2 separate regions of the Capsicum annuum genome follow, and region 1 is linked to region 2. A link is a contact called in public Hi-C data. All regions are on one chromosome and are shown on one strand. The core of a region is the stretch at or near the end of the contact, and the rest is flanking DNA. Distances in the headings are between cores, read along the strand shown.

Evidence for each region. A called contact is a pair of places that touch in the nucleus more often than the background predicts.
Region 1: a contact with region 2 is called in a Hi-C map of leaf, with 2.1 times the contacts expected there. The contact joins two enhancer-like sites. A contact is called at or near these places in 2 of 5 Hi-C or Micro-C datasets (leaf and placenta).

The regions. Positions count from the first base shown.
Region 1 is chr1:249,792,636-249,798,906 of UCD10Xv1.1, reverse strand. LOC107862867 (protein root UVB sensitive 1, chloroplastic) reads right to left here. Exons shown (of 9, transcript XR_007048563.1): 6 at 5,999-6,175; 7 at 3,717-3,846; 8 at 3,100-3,127; 9 at 2,674-3,024. Among protein-coding and RNA genes, the nearest start is that of LOC124892635, 6.3 kb to the left of the region's middle. Within about 2 kb of position 2,791, at least 2 of the 5 cell types and tissues checked have an H3K27ac peak or open chromatin away from gene starts, as enhancers often do. A contact at or near this core is called in leaf, where this site is marked.
Region 2 is chr1:249,678,596-249,684,742 of UCD10Xv1.1, reverse strand. LOC107853043 (F-box protein SKIP31) reads left to right here. Exons shown (of 9, transcript XM_016698061.2): 7 at 1-49; 8 at 697-757; 9 at 852-1,110. The coding sequence ends at 922. Among protein-coding and RNA genes, the nearest start is that of LOC107853042, 3.9 kb to the right of the region's middle. Within about 2 kb of position 1,357, at least 4 of the 5 cell types and tissues checked have an H3K27ac peak or open chromatin away from gene starts, as enhancers often do. A contact at or near this core is called in leaf, where this site is marked.

The sequences.
Region 1 (6,271 bases), core at 1,542-4,041, 110 kb before region 2:
TTTTATTGGGGTCAAATATCTAAAGTCACTCATATTTGGGTCTATGGCATGCAATTTCCTGATAGAGACAATAGAATTTTGACATTTGCACAAATAGCCTTTCATGGCTAGAATTTAAATATGTCCCAATATATGGTGAGCTAAATTTATCTAAAAGGCAGGTCGATGTATTAAAACTTTTGTTATGCACGAGATTCGAAAAAGGATCAGATCACAAGGACCTATTGTATACAGCTTTATCCTGCATTTTTGTTAAAGATTGTTTCCACGGCTTGACAGATTTGCACAAATATAGGATAATTTGAGGCACTTGTTTATAATTTGTCCTTATTTATGGAAGTTTGCAAAATAGACCTTTGGATATGCACAATAGAAATATGAAAAATTTACACTTGTTCAATGTTTCACAAGCTTTATACATAGCAACAAGTTGGTGTACCTTCATGCTATATTTTTTTTGTTAAATTATTTACAAGTTTTTTTCGATTCGTTAAATTTTGACCGGCGGCTATAATTTGAAAAGTAGGAAAAATAAATTTCATAAAAGAATTTTATATTAATTATGTTCAATACACTTCATTTTCATTCTCATTTTTGTTGTCCTCACCCCTACCTCATTCTCATTATATTTATCTAAATTATATATAAATGTTATCCTAGATAATACTCGCGTCTAACACCCCTCCCCTCCCACCCACCCCCCACCCCCCACAAAGAAGAAAAAAAGGAAGTAAAACCTCATTTATTTTTCTAAACAAGTACTTTTTATGAAGAATATTTTCCTTTATAATGCGCACATCCCTCGCTACGATTTTTCCAGACTAATTCTTCGATAAATGAAATTATAGGTTGCATGATACTAGGCCGGATTGAAGTGTTAGTCGATTACTAAAAAAAAAAAGTTAGAACCATAAATACTATCTGAACCAAATTCGAACCCCTTGATTTTCACCCTTGTGGTGGGGCCCTTCCCCGACACCGCGCACAGCGATAGCTTTAGTGCGCCGGATTACCTTTTTTATTTTTATATTAAGATCACTTTCCTTTATGAATATCCCATGAAAATCATAAGGCACACGGCGAGACGATTTTAAGATCATGAGACTTGGCATCCATCACCATAAAACTTGATTCTCTTGTGTTTTCATTATGCATGTAACACACTACATAGCCATCGTCTTCATCGTCTGCTGATTCTAAATATAGACGTAAAAATATGAAAATATTAAAGGGATTAATTCAATATATATTTCCTCTGTACCAAAATAAGTATATCGCTTTACCAAACAAAATAATGTTTCAAAATAAGCATCGTTTTAGGAATTCAAGACAAAAATTATTAATCATTCTTTTTAATAGTGCTCAATTCTTTAAAAAAAAAAAAAAACTTCTAATAAATAGAGATAACTTAGTATTCCCTCCATTTCTATTTACATAACTTAGTATTCCCTCCATCTCTATTTACTTGTCATCTTTTTAAGTTACACATCCCTTAAGAAAAACTTAATTAGAAGGTAATCTGACTAAATTATCCTTATTTATTATTCATCTTTATTTAATACATCTCTTTCTTACATTATATTAATATCTCTCCATATTTATGACTAAAAATAAATGTGAAAAAAATAATTATGCTTTGATTTGTGAAATGACAAGTATTAAGGAATACCTATTTTGAGTAAGGACGAAATTAGGAACGAAGAGAATAAACTATATTTTGTATTTATTATTTTTTTAATGAACGTGAAATGAGCTAAAGTGACACTTATTTTGAGACAGTAGAGTAATAACAAATTAAATAAAGTGTAAGATTCCCTTAAATTCCCAGATATTATTACAGTAAACTATTGCAAAATTTGCAGGAGTATTGATCGAAGAATATAACAAAATGAATTTGACTATCAATTAAATGTTTTAGGAAAGATATGAAATCAAGTAATACTAATTAGGATTTAGTTCGGCAGATTATTAAGTGTAAATTTACTCTATACATCATTATCGCACCATTTAAAGGAAGAATCTTTCTTTTATTTTATTAGTGACTGTTTGTTGATATATTTTTGTCTTTCATTAAAGCAAAAATAACATAAATATAGACCTTAACTTATTATATTTACATAAATTCCTATCCTTACAAAGTAATTACAAAAATTTCAACCAATTATTTATCTTTGTTGAATGTATCGGAAAATAATTATATATCTCGACAAACCCAAAGTAGAAAAAATGTATTGACGGCTAATTATGTATCTTTACAAGGAAAATACGTATCTTCATTAGATATATCGAAAGCTAATTATATATCTCGACAGACTCAAAATGAAAACTTTCAGTACTTATGTAAAATGTCGGAATTTTATATAATTAAGCTCTAAATTGCCTCAATTTATGTTGTTTGACCTTTGATTTAATTGTCCAAAAAAAATCCAATATACAGAATTTGAAGGATTCACGTCTCACCCAACCCAGAGGTCCTACACAATGTAGGATCAACATTAGGAAAGAAGATTGTAAATATGGAACAATTATAAGAGCTTCAAAATTTGGAGAATCTTGAGATTTTGATTGACTATTTGAACTTTTATCATATTATCTTAGTTGATTGACTACTTGAACTTTTATTTCAAATGTTTGTTTGGATTATATAACAAAAATCATTTCAAACACGTCACCTATTTTTAATTATATGCATTAGAAACAACAAACCGTGAAACATGCATGTTCTAATCGATATTGATGCGTAGATATAGTTACAAGAGGAGGTATATTGTCCGTAATGGCATGGTTGAGTGATCGGGAGATGGGTCTTCCATGTGAGAGACTTGGGATTGAGTCCAACCTCCATCTGTCACTTAGCCACGATTCGTCATATGGGGCTTACCTAGTACAGTTTACATCTCCTCTGTAGTTTGTGAGTTGTAGAGATCGATGAGATAGAATATGAGAGTTTGAACGAGCTAAACGAGTTTCTACAGTAGACATCTTCTCTTTGGATCTTTAATTGACGTTTTATAGTCTGCATATCTATGGAAAGAGGAAGCTAAGAGAGGATTCTAAACAGTTCTATTGAGCCGAACAACAAAAATAGAAAGATTATACCTTTCTTAGGGCACTTGATCCAGTGAATCTAAACATAAATACAAGAAAACCGAATAAATCACCACAAATTATAATGCTCATCAGACAGGAAAATACATATTAAAAGAGTGCAAAGAGAAATTAACTTCAATTTTCAACTGAGCTTTAAAGAACCATATCCAAATTTGGTAGGATAACTTTTCAAATTGAGCCCAAAACAACATGGCATGACGTATGAGCTATACAATCACCAAACTTAGATACAGATTCACCATTGAATCTGACCCAATTTTATAAGACTAAAATTTTACCTTCAACATACCTTCTTGATGACTGGTGAACAGATAACTAGTCGTTAGCACAAACATACTGGCTCATTAGCACAAAAATTGAACGTAACAGCGGAAAAAAGTGACCAAACTCGACTTGTTTCGGTCTACTTCATCCATTTCCCATTATGCTGCTTACTCTATGTGTAAACTTACAAAAAGAATATCAGTAAGAAGATCACTAAGCCATGAAAGAATGGAGGAGAAGGAGTCCCACATGTTGCAGTGTTATCTGATCAAGATCAATGGAACTTCTAAGCTACTGATAGAATAGCAGGCAGCAATGAAATAAAGCATTCAGATACTCACAAGAACCCAGCCATTCAAGCAGCTTATTGCATCGTACAATTCTTGATCCACATTCCAGTAGGATACCATTTCAAGCTCATTCCACAGTCACCAAACGGGTATTTCATCAGTTGTTTTCAATCACTTCCACCTGTAGAAGCAAATCCAAAGGAACGGATCAATGATGGTTTGGTAGCTCAGGGTCTGGGCAACAACAGCTTGTTCAGATAAACCGTGTCTTGTACTATATAAGGTCACCCTTCCGCAACAGAAGATGCAGCGGCATCATTCAAGCGAATTCGATTTGGCAAAGGCCTCGCGATGAGACTGTCAGTTACCCAACCTGCTACCTCGCCATCACTTTTAACATGATTAAATTCTCTCTCAACATACTCCAAAGATATCTGCAGCCTTCCCCCAGGCCTGCAGTCATTAGCTACACTGCTCAACTTGATTCCTGCATTTGTCTCCAACCAGTATAGGTAATTGACATGAAACAATGACTTCAACATATCTTGTGGTGATGAACTTTCTTTCAGTACAATCTGCTCCAACAAGTGCAAAATAAATGTAAAAATGTTAACTAAGCCCCTAGCCCCATTTCAACGAAGAAAAAGAAAGCAGAAATGAGATAACGCCAGGAAATGATTTTGAGGAAATTACCGAGGGAAAAATGCCTGCTAACGATCTACCCATGCTCCCTATCTTATATTTGCCACTCAACGGAGTATTCACTTTTCACGCTAAGTGAACGATATATACGAGTCATTAATTTTCCCTTCAGAGAGTTCCTCCCGTATTTATACAGTTCAATATCTCTAAATGACATTTCATTCTGCCAACACTAACTCCGATAATTCACACTTAAGAAGGCCAACCTTAGATCTCAATCACCATTTTTATGAGGTTCACCATACTGCTTGGTGATCAACTTGAGGTATTTCGGTAGCTACACTGATGCAATTGCAGAAAAATTTTTGTACCAAGAAACAAGTCAATTCTTGATCTCTAATCATGGTACTTACCAACTCTCTTTGCTAATACTAGCATAAAATTTTGGATTACCTTTAATTTAAACAGTGACATCATAACTCACTAGTGGTGATTGCTAGTTACAAAATGGATTCTGCAGAACCTTCATGTTACTTTCCTTTTTGTAATGTATCCAAAAAAAAGTGTAGGTTAAAATAGCTGGGCTGCATCTGAAGTGGAGTTCCAGAACATGACATATACTCTCTTGAAGAAACATGGGAAAGGGCAATATTATTGTTTCCACTCATAGCCTAATACATGTTATGACTAAGTTTAGCTTGTTTGAATAACCAACACTCATAGTGAATGTCCCGGTGGGAGGGGGGAGGTTTAAGACCCGTTTGGCCATAGACATCCCAAGCAATATTCGGGGAAATATTTGGCAAAAAGTGTTTGGCCATAAAATTTGTCATTATTTGGCATATAATCAAAATTTCCAAACACTAGAAAAAACTAGTTTTTGGGCCAAATTCTATTACTTGGGAACTTTTAAAAATATAAACTTTACCCCAAACTTCAATATTTTATAAAAATTCTCCACCATTTAGTAATCCCAACTAATATCTATATGCCAACCAACCACATTACTGATCTTTGATATTTGACTCAAGTATGTAATAGTATTGTTGCATAGCACTTGTTAAAAGTAATGTAAATACAAAAACTAAATGCTCCTTTGTGAGTTGAGAAAACTTCGGTAGCTCCTAAACTTATGTGTGAAGTTATTTATGTTGGAGCTTATAATTTATGAGTTTAATTTTTATCATGGAACATGTTCATTATAAAATGAGAATACAAAGTTCTGAATAATTTTAATAGTTTTCAGAACTTATGGGTATAAATCATATTTCTTAAAAAAGTCTAATATTCTTTCCAAAAACTATGGCCAAACCCAAAAATGATTTGCCAAAAATATGTGGGAATCTATGTCCAAATGCTAGCTTAATCTTTCTTTAGTTATAGTAACAACAATCACCCTCTGGAAAGGCCAAAATATGATCAACTGTTCTGAATAAAAGGAAGGTTCCTTAAGCAGGGCAATCAGAAATTGAGCTTTTAACTCTTTATTCGCCAGTTTTTAGGAAGTTTACACCTCTAGCAGATGGCAGACCAAATAAAAGCTTTAGCTGGAATTTACAGGTTAGTCTAAACAAGTGATGTCTCAACAATGAAAATATGAGGACTCCAAAAGAAGACAAGGAGGCTGGACGGAGTTCAGCAAATGTAAGAGTGAGGGTAATAACATACAAGCAAACGGAAGATTTACTTACACAAAATCTTCCTTCGTGCTCAGTCAAAATGTAACCTTCATTCTTGTACAGTTCAAACAGAGCAAGCACATCTTCTCGACTTGTAACAACATCAGAAAGTTTAGAACCCAGCTGCAACCGTCGCACAATTCCTTCAGCTGCTTGCTTAGCATGGACAGAAAGCATTTCCGTTTGTGTCTGAAAAGAGTACAATAATCAGAGAATAGAGTCTACTTTCACATGCACGTCAAAACCAAATTATATCTTTAACTGGAAGCTGGCATCAAAAGAGAA
Region 2 (6,147 bases), core at 108-2,607:
TTGCTTTGATAGAATGTTGCTGTCACCAGATGAAACAGAATCAGATGTGGTAAGAAACCTACATGTGGCTTATGGCAATTCTATAATTCAATATTTCCGGAAAAATGTGCAGAGTCAACTCAAGGATACATGAAAAAGTTTATGTTCTCAAACTTGTGAGATTCTTTTTTCTGTGAATGAGTAGACAGTGGTAATACTGATGTGCTTTAGTTCACTTGTTTCTGAAGGTGATAAAATGTGCTATTCTTTTGAAAGTCAGTCTTGCAATTCTAAGATGAAAATCGTGTCAATATATAAATGTATGGTTTATCTTTTTCACTTGGTGATATATAATCTAAGTTGCACAAAAGGTATAAACAATCAGTCAACGGTTCGTTGGATTGTGTTTTGTCAGTGGTCTTTTCCCTTGGATCCTAGCTCCATTAGGAGTGATATCTCCATCCGTCCAGGAATCTCTTATTTATCATTTGCGTCTGGTAGAGTTTATGTAATGTCTTAAGTGTATGCATAGCTTGTTTACAGCTGCTTTTAATTCGAGGATCTAATACATTTGGCAGTATATTTTAGGTCAAAAAACTAAAGATATAAGAGTTAAATGTTCTGAATATTTTTTTCTATTGGATATGTTGTTGTTTCTATAGTGTGTAAATCATTATAGTTACTTTAGCTAATCTTCCTTTGTCTTTTGAAATACAGGACCAACAACAAGCTGGCGCGACAGATGAAGCAGAACCGTTCATGGGCTCAGGTCTCTTTGGTATGTCTGTTGCAGCTTCTTCATCTGTTATATCAATTTCTCAAACCCCCACCAGAGCGCCCATTCACTTACCCCGCTGCTTATACTGCTTCAGCTCGAGCCTATTTACTGGGATATAACTGCGATGATGAGAAGGAACTGGAAGCTGCTTTGCGCTTTTGCTGATTCGACTGTGTATCACCATCGAAGGGTGTGGTTGGTTGGTAAGGATCTTTGGCATGTTCAGAGATGGAATAGTTACAGTTTTGTTTATCATGTAATTGTAGATTGTATAATTTTATGTAGTATAGATTCCGTAATTTAAGTTAAAATTTATAAAGCTTTATATAGTTTGCACTAAATATTTTTCAGTATATGGGTGTTGCTCTTCTTTGATGACCTTATTATTTGTCTATGCATAATGAACCCCATGTCTGTAACGTAGTTAACCAAACACAAGTAACAAGTTTATCAGTCCGTCGTCCGATGCCTCCCGTTCATTCTTCTTCATTTCATCATTTTGTTAACCAAACACAAGCAGCAAGTTAGTCGGTCCTTCCTCCGATGCCTCTCGTTCATTCTTCTTCATATCATCATTTTGTTGCGTTGTTGTGTTCATAGGCCCCCAACCCTTCTTAGAAAGCCCTCTCCCCTCTACTTGAGAAGAAAAAGAATCATTCTTCTTCATTTCATCATTTTGTTGCGTTGTTTAGAAAGTCTTCTCCCTTCTACTTGAGAAGAAAAAGAATGTTGTTTGATTGAATGACCACTGGTTGAACCACCTTTCTAACTGACGCTCCATACCTGTCCACGCCTTGTTTTTCTTTTGAACAAGCTTCCTGAATTCAAATTCTGTTCTTTCGTCTGAGTTCGTAATAATAACTGACAGGTTTCATTAATGAAAAGAAAAGTGTAGAGCGGTGTTGTGTATAGGCCCCAAACCCTTGTTAGAAAGCCCTCTCCCCTCTACTTGAGAAGAAAAAGAATGTTATTTGATTGAACGAACACTGGTTGAACCTTTCTAACTGACGCGCCTTGTTTTTCTTTTGAACAAGCTTCCCAAATTCAAATTCTGTTCTTTCGTTTGAGTTTGTAATAATAACTGACAGGTTTCATTAATGAAAAGAAAAGCAAAGACCCACCATCTACTAACATTGTGATTTTTCTTCGATTCTTTATTGCCTGTCCTTTCTTTGAACCTTGCTAAAACATAAGCTAAGATGAAGGGTGTGTTAAGTACGAAGGAAAGTATTTTTTATGGTAAGAGAGTTTTCTAGGGTATGAGTTTTTTCTTGTAAATACATGCTTTTTCTTATTTATCTTTTGATATCTAGTAAGTAAATAACAAATATTGTGTCAAGAGCACTTTATAATGCCAGTTAATTCGTGGATTATACCTGATACGAGCCCTAAGCTTATACGTGCAACTCCCTTCAGAGGGTGACATCGCGATTAATAAAATGGGAAAGATCACAGGAGATCAAGGTTCAAATTCTAGCATAAATAAATTCTTATAATAATTTCTTCCCGCATGTCTAGTTTTAATTGATAGAGTTGCTTTGTTCTTGTGTAGATGAAATGTAGTAGTATTTCTATTTCTATTACCAAAAAATCCAACTACTTTCACTTAATTACATATCATGTCCCAATAAGATCACCTCATGTAATTACCAAAAAATCCAACTACTTCCACTTAATTACATATCATGTCCCAATATATAATAATTCTATTGTTTCATCATATGGTTTAAATAGTTAATATATTCTATTAATTTATATTAATTAACTATAACTACATATTGAAAGTAATTTTTTTTTTAAATTGTCTTTCATGTTCAAAACTAATTTGTTACCACAAATCATAATAATTAATGGTTTAAAATATTTAAAAGACATAGAGAAATTTTATTGACTCTCATTATTTTAGCAATGTCACATAAATTGAGACAAAAGAAAAAACAACTTAAAATATTTAAAAGATATATAAAATTTTTAATTGACTCTCAAAATTGTATCAAAGCCACATAAATTGGGACACAAGGAGTAAATATATTCGATAATTACGTAAAAATTATTATAAATCACAATAATTAACAAGTTAAAATACCTTTTTAAAAATAGATAAAAGTTTTATTCAACTCTCAAAATTTTATCAGTGCAACATAAATCATGACGAAATAAAAATTATCTTAATTAATTGCAACTAAATATTTAAAGTAAATCAATTTTATTATTTTAATTGACTTTTATATAAAAAATTAATCTTTTTATTTATTTATTTTAGTTAATTTAAATTTAAAATTTTTTTTATATAAAAATAATAATATTTAAACTTAAATTTAAATTTTTAAAGTACAAAATTAATAAATTTAATTTAATAAAATAAATTTCTAATGAATATTTTCTTAGAATTTGTGTTGGGTCAATATGTATCAAGTTAAAAAGAAATAAAGAAAAATATATAGTAAAATTTTATTATTGTGAAAGATAAATATAATGCACTATCCAATATTGTTTAATAATATCATATTTTGCATATGCAAAATATAGCATCCCGTATTTAATTAATATACTACTCCGGTGAGTTATCGATGATTGCTATTGGATAACATAACCAGTCGCTCTTAATTAATTATTATGAGTCATCTAGGTATTAAGAAAAATAAATAATATTTAATAAAAAATAAAATAGACATAAAATATCAAAATTAACTCTTAATGTTTTAAATTAAATTGTCATCTTTCAAACGATGATTTTACTATATCACCCCTTATTATAAGTCATTTATATATTAGAAAATTAAGAATAATAAAATGATATGTCAACATAAAATATTTGATTGACTATCAAAATTATATCAGTGCCACATAAATTGGGACAGGACAAAAGAATATATAAAGCAACATATATTGTTTGAAAATGAAATAAAAAGTACTGTAAATAACAATAATTAACAAAAATTTTTAAAAGTTGACTGATTTCTGCTTCAGCTATTTCAATCGTGATTTTAATGTATCACCTGCAATTAATTATTATAAGTCACTTATGTATTGAAAAATTAATAATATTGAATCCATGATTTTACTATATCACCTATAATTAATTATTATAAGTTATTTATGTATTAAAAAATAAATTATATTTAATTAAAAAATATAAAATAAACATTTATGACATGTCTGATTAAGTTGCTTCAATCGTGATTTTATTATATCACTCCTAATTAATTATTATAATTTATTTATATATTAAAAATTAATAATATTCAATAAAAAAAGTAAAATAAACGTTTATGACATGTTTGCTTCAGCTGCTTCAACCATAGTCTTATTAAATATCACCCATAATTAATTATTATAAGTCATTTAAGTATTAAAAAATTAATAATATTTAATAAAAATAAAATAAATATAAAAATAATAAATTAAATTTTGATGTTTTAAATTAATTCGACGTCTTATATGAAGTCCACTTAAAATTTTCACAAGTAATTTTTATAGTAATTTCACTATATCACTTCTAATTAGTTGTTGTAAGTCATTTAAGATATCTATGCTTCATTGTTTCAATCGTAATTTTACTATATCACCCCTAATTAATTATTATTATTATTTAAGCATTGTGCCACATAAATTGAAATAGAAAGAATATTATAAATCACAATATCAAAAATTTAAATTATTTAAAAAATATAATTGACTATCATCGACACAAAACTCTGGATAAGAAAAGTAGCATATATTATTCAAAAATTACATAAAAAGTATTATAAATTACAATATAATCTGTTATATATTTCAAAAAAATGACTAGAAATCACAACTTAAAAAATTTATAAGATATAAAATATTTGGTCGACTCTTGAAATTATATTAGTGTTACTGAAATCGGAATAGAAGAAAAGTATTATAAATCACAATAATTAAAAAATTAAATTATTTTTAAAATATAATTGACTATCAATGCCGCAAAAATTTGGACAAGAAAAGTAACGTATATTAATTTGAAAATTACATAAAAAATATTATAAATTACAATAGTTAATAACTTAAATTATCTAAATACATATTAAAATAACATATGTTGAACTTATGCTAGATTCCGGATGAATCCTAGAAAACATATGTAATACTTTTATTAAAAAAATTTATTTAAATATTTCAAGATTGAAAAGACAAATAAATATCTTAACGTTGGGCCAGACAAGGGCTATGCTCCTCTAGTTTACATAATAAATCAGAGCTTAATACATAAACATGTCTTTTAACTTGGTTTCAACTGATATTTATTTTCTTAAATTTTGAGTGTGTACAAATAAACACTTTTATATAATATTGAGCAAGTAGACATATTTATTCTATGTGGCGTCTTACGTGACAATTCACGTCTTAAATAATGTGTTTACTTGATCAATTTTATACAAATTTAAATATCTGTTTGTGAACATATAAAATTAGAAAACATAGATGCCAATGAAGATCAAATTTAAAAACACATTTATATATTATTATAAATGCCATAAATCGATCAAGGACCATTACAAAAAAAAAAAAAAAAAAAGTATTCTTTTAACTTTCTTTACCTAGGGAATTGACTTGGTAGTTGGTACCTACATTTTGTCTTTTTCTAAGAGCTAGGTGATGAACATAAATTTTTTTGAATATCATAATTTATCATTAAAAAAAAATAAATTCCACATAATAAACAAAAAAATTCCACATAATAAACAATAATAAGTTACTAACATTTTGAACCTATTAATTAAGCTTGTCTAGTTTGCTCCCTAAATAATTGCTAGCTTCTTGCTGATCATAATCGAAGTCGAATTAGGATTTTGAGTTCATAGGTTCTGAATTTTGGAAAAAATATAGCTCATTGAATTTAGAAATGAAATTTTAAACACAAATATAGAATATGTGCCAAAGCTACTGAGTTATGCAGACCCGTAAGCAGAATAATAACTCCGCCTTGATCAAATTTAATCTGTGCTAAATCTTGAATATATCTCTGAGAACAAGGTGGGCCCTACTATATATACAAGGATACAATATACATTTGGTCATAGAAAATTCAAACGTTTGACATTTTTTTCAACTTCTTTTCTTTGTCTTGTAATTAGATGATTTCATTTGATAAGTTTACTAAATCTCTACTCTTTATTATTTGGAGAAAGAATAAGTTTCTATTATTTGTATATGATATAGGCTTGAATTAAAAAAAGGGTAATATAAATAACATAAATTTCGATAGTTTGAAGTTTATAAATTTTTTCGATATTTTGCATAATTACTGAAAATTTCGGTCCAGATACATAATTAGCTCCCGATACATCCAACGAAGATGTATTTTTTCCTTTGTAAAAATACATAATTAACTTTTGATATATTTTTTTGATTTTGGGTCTGTCGAG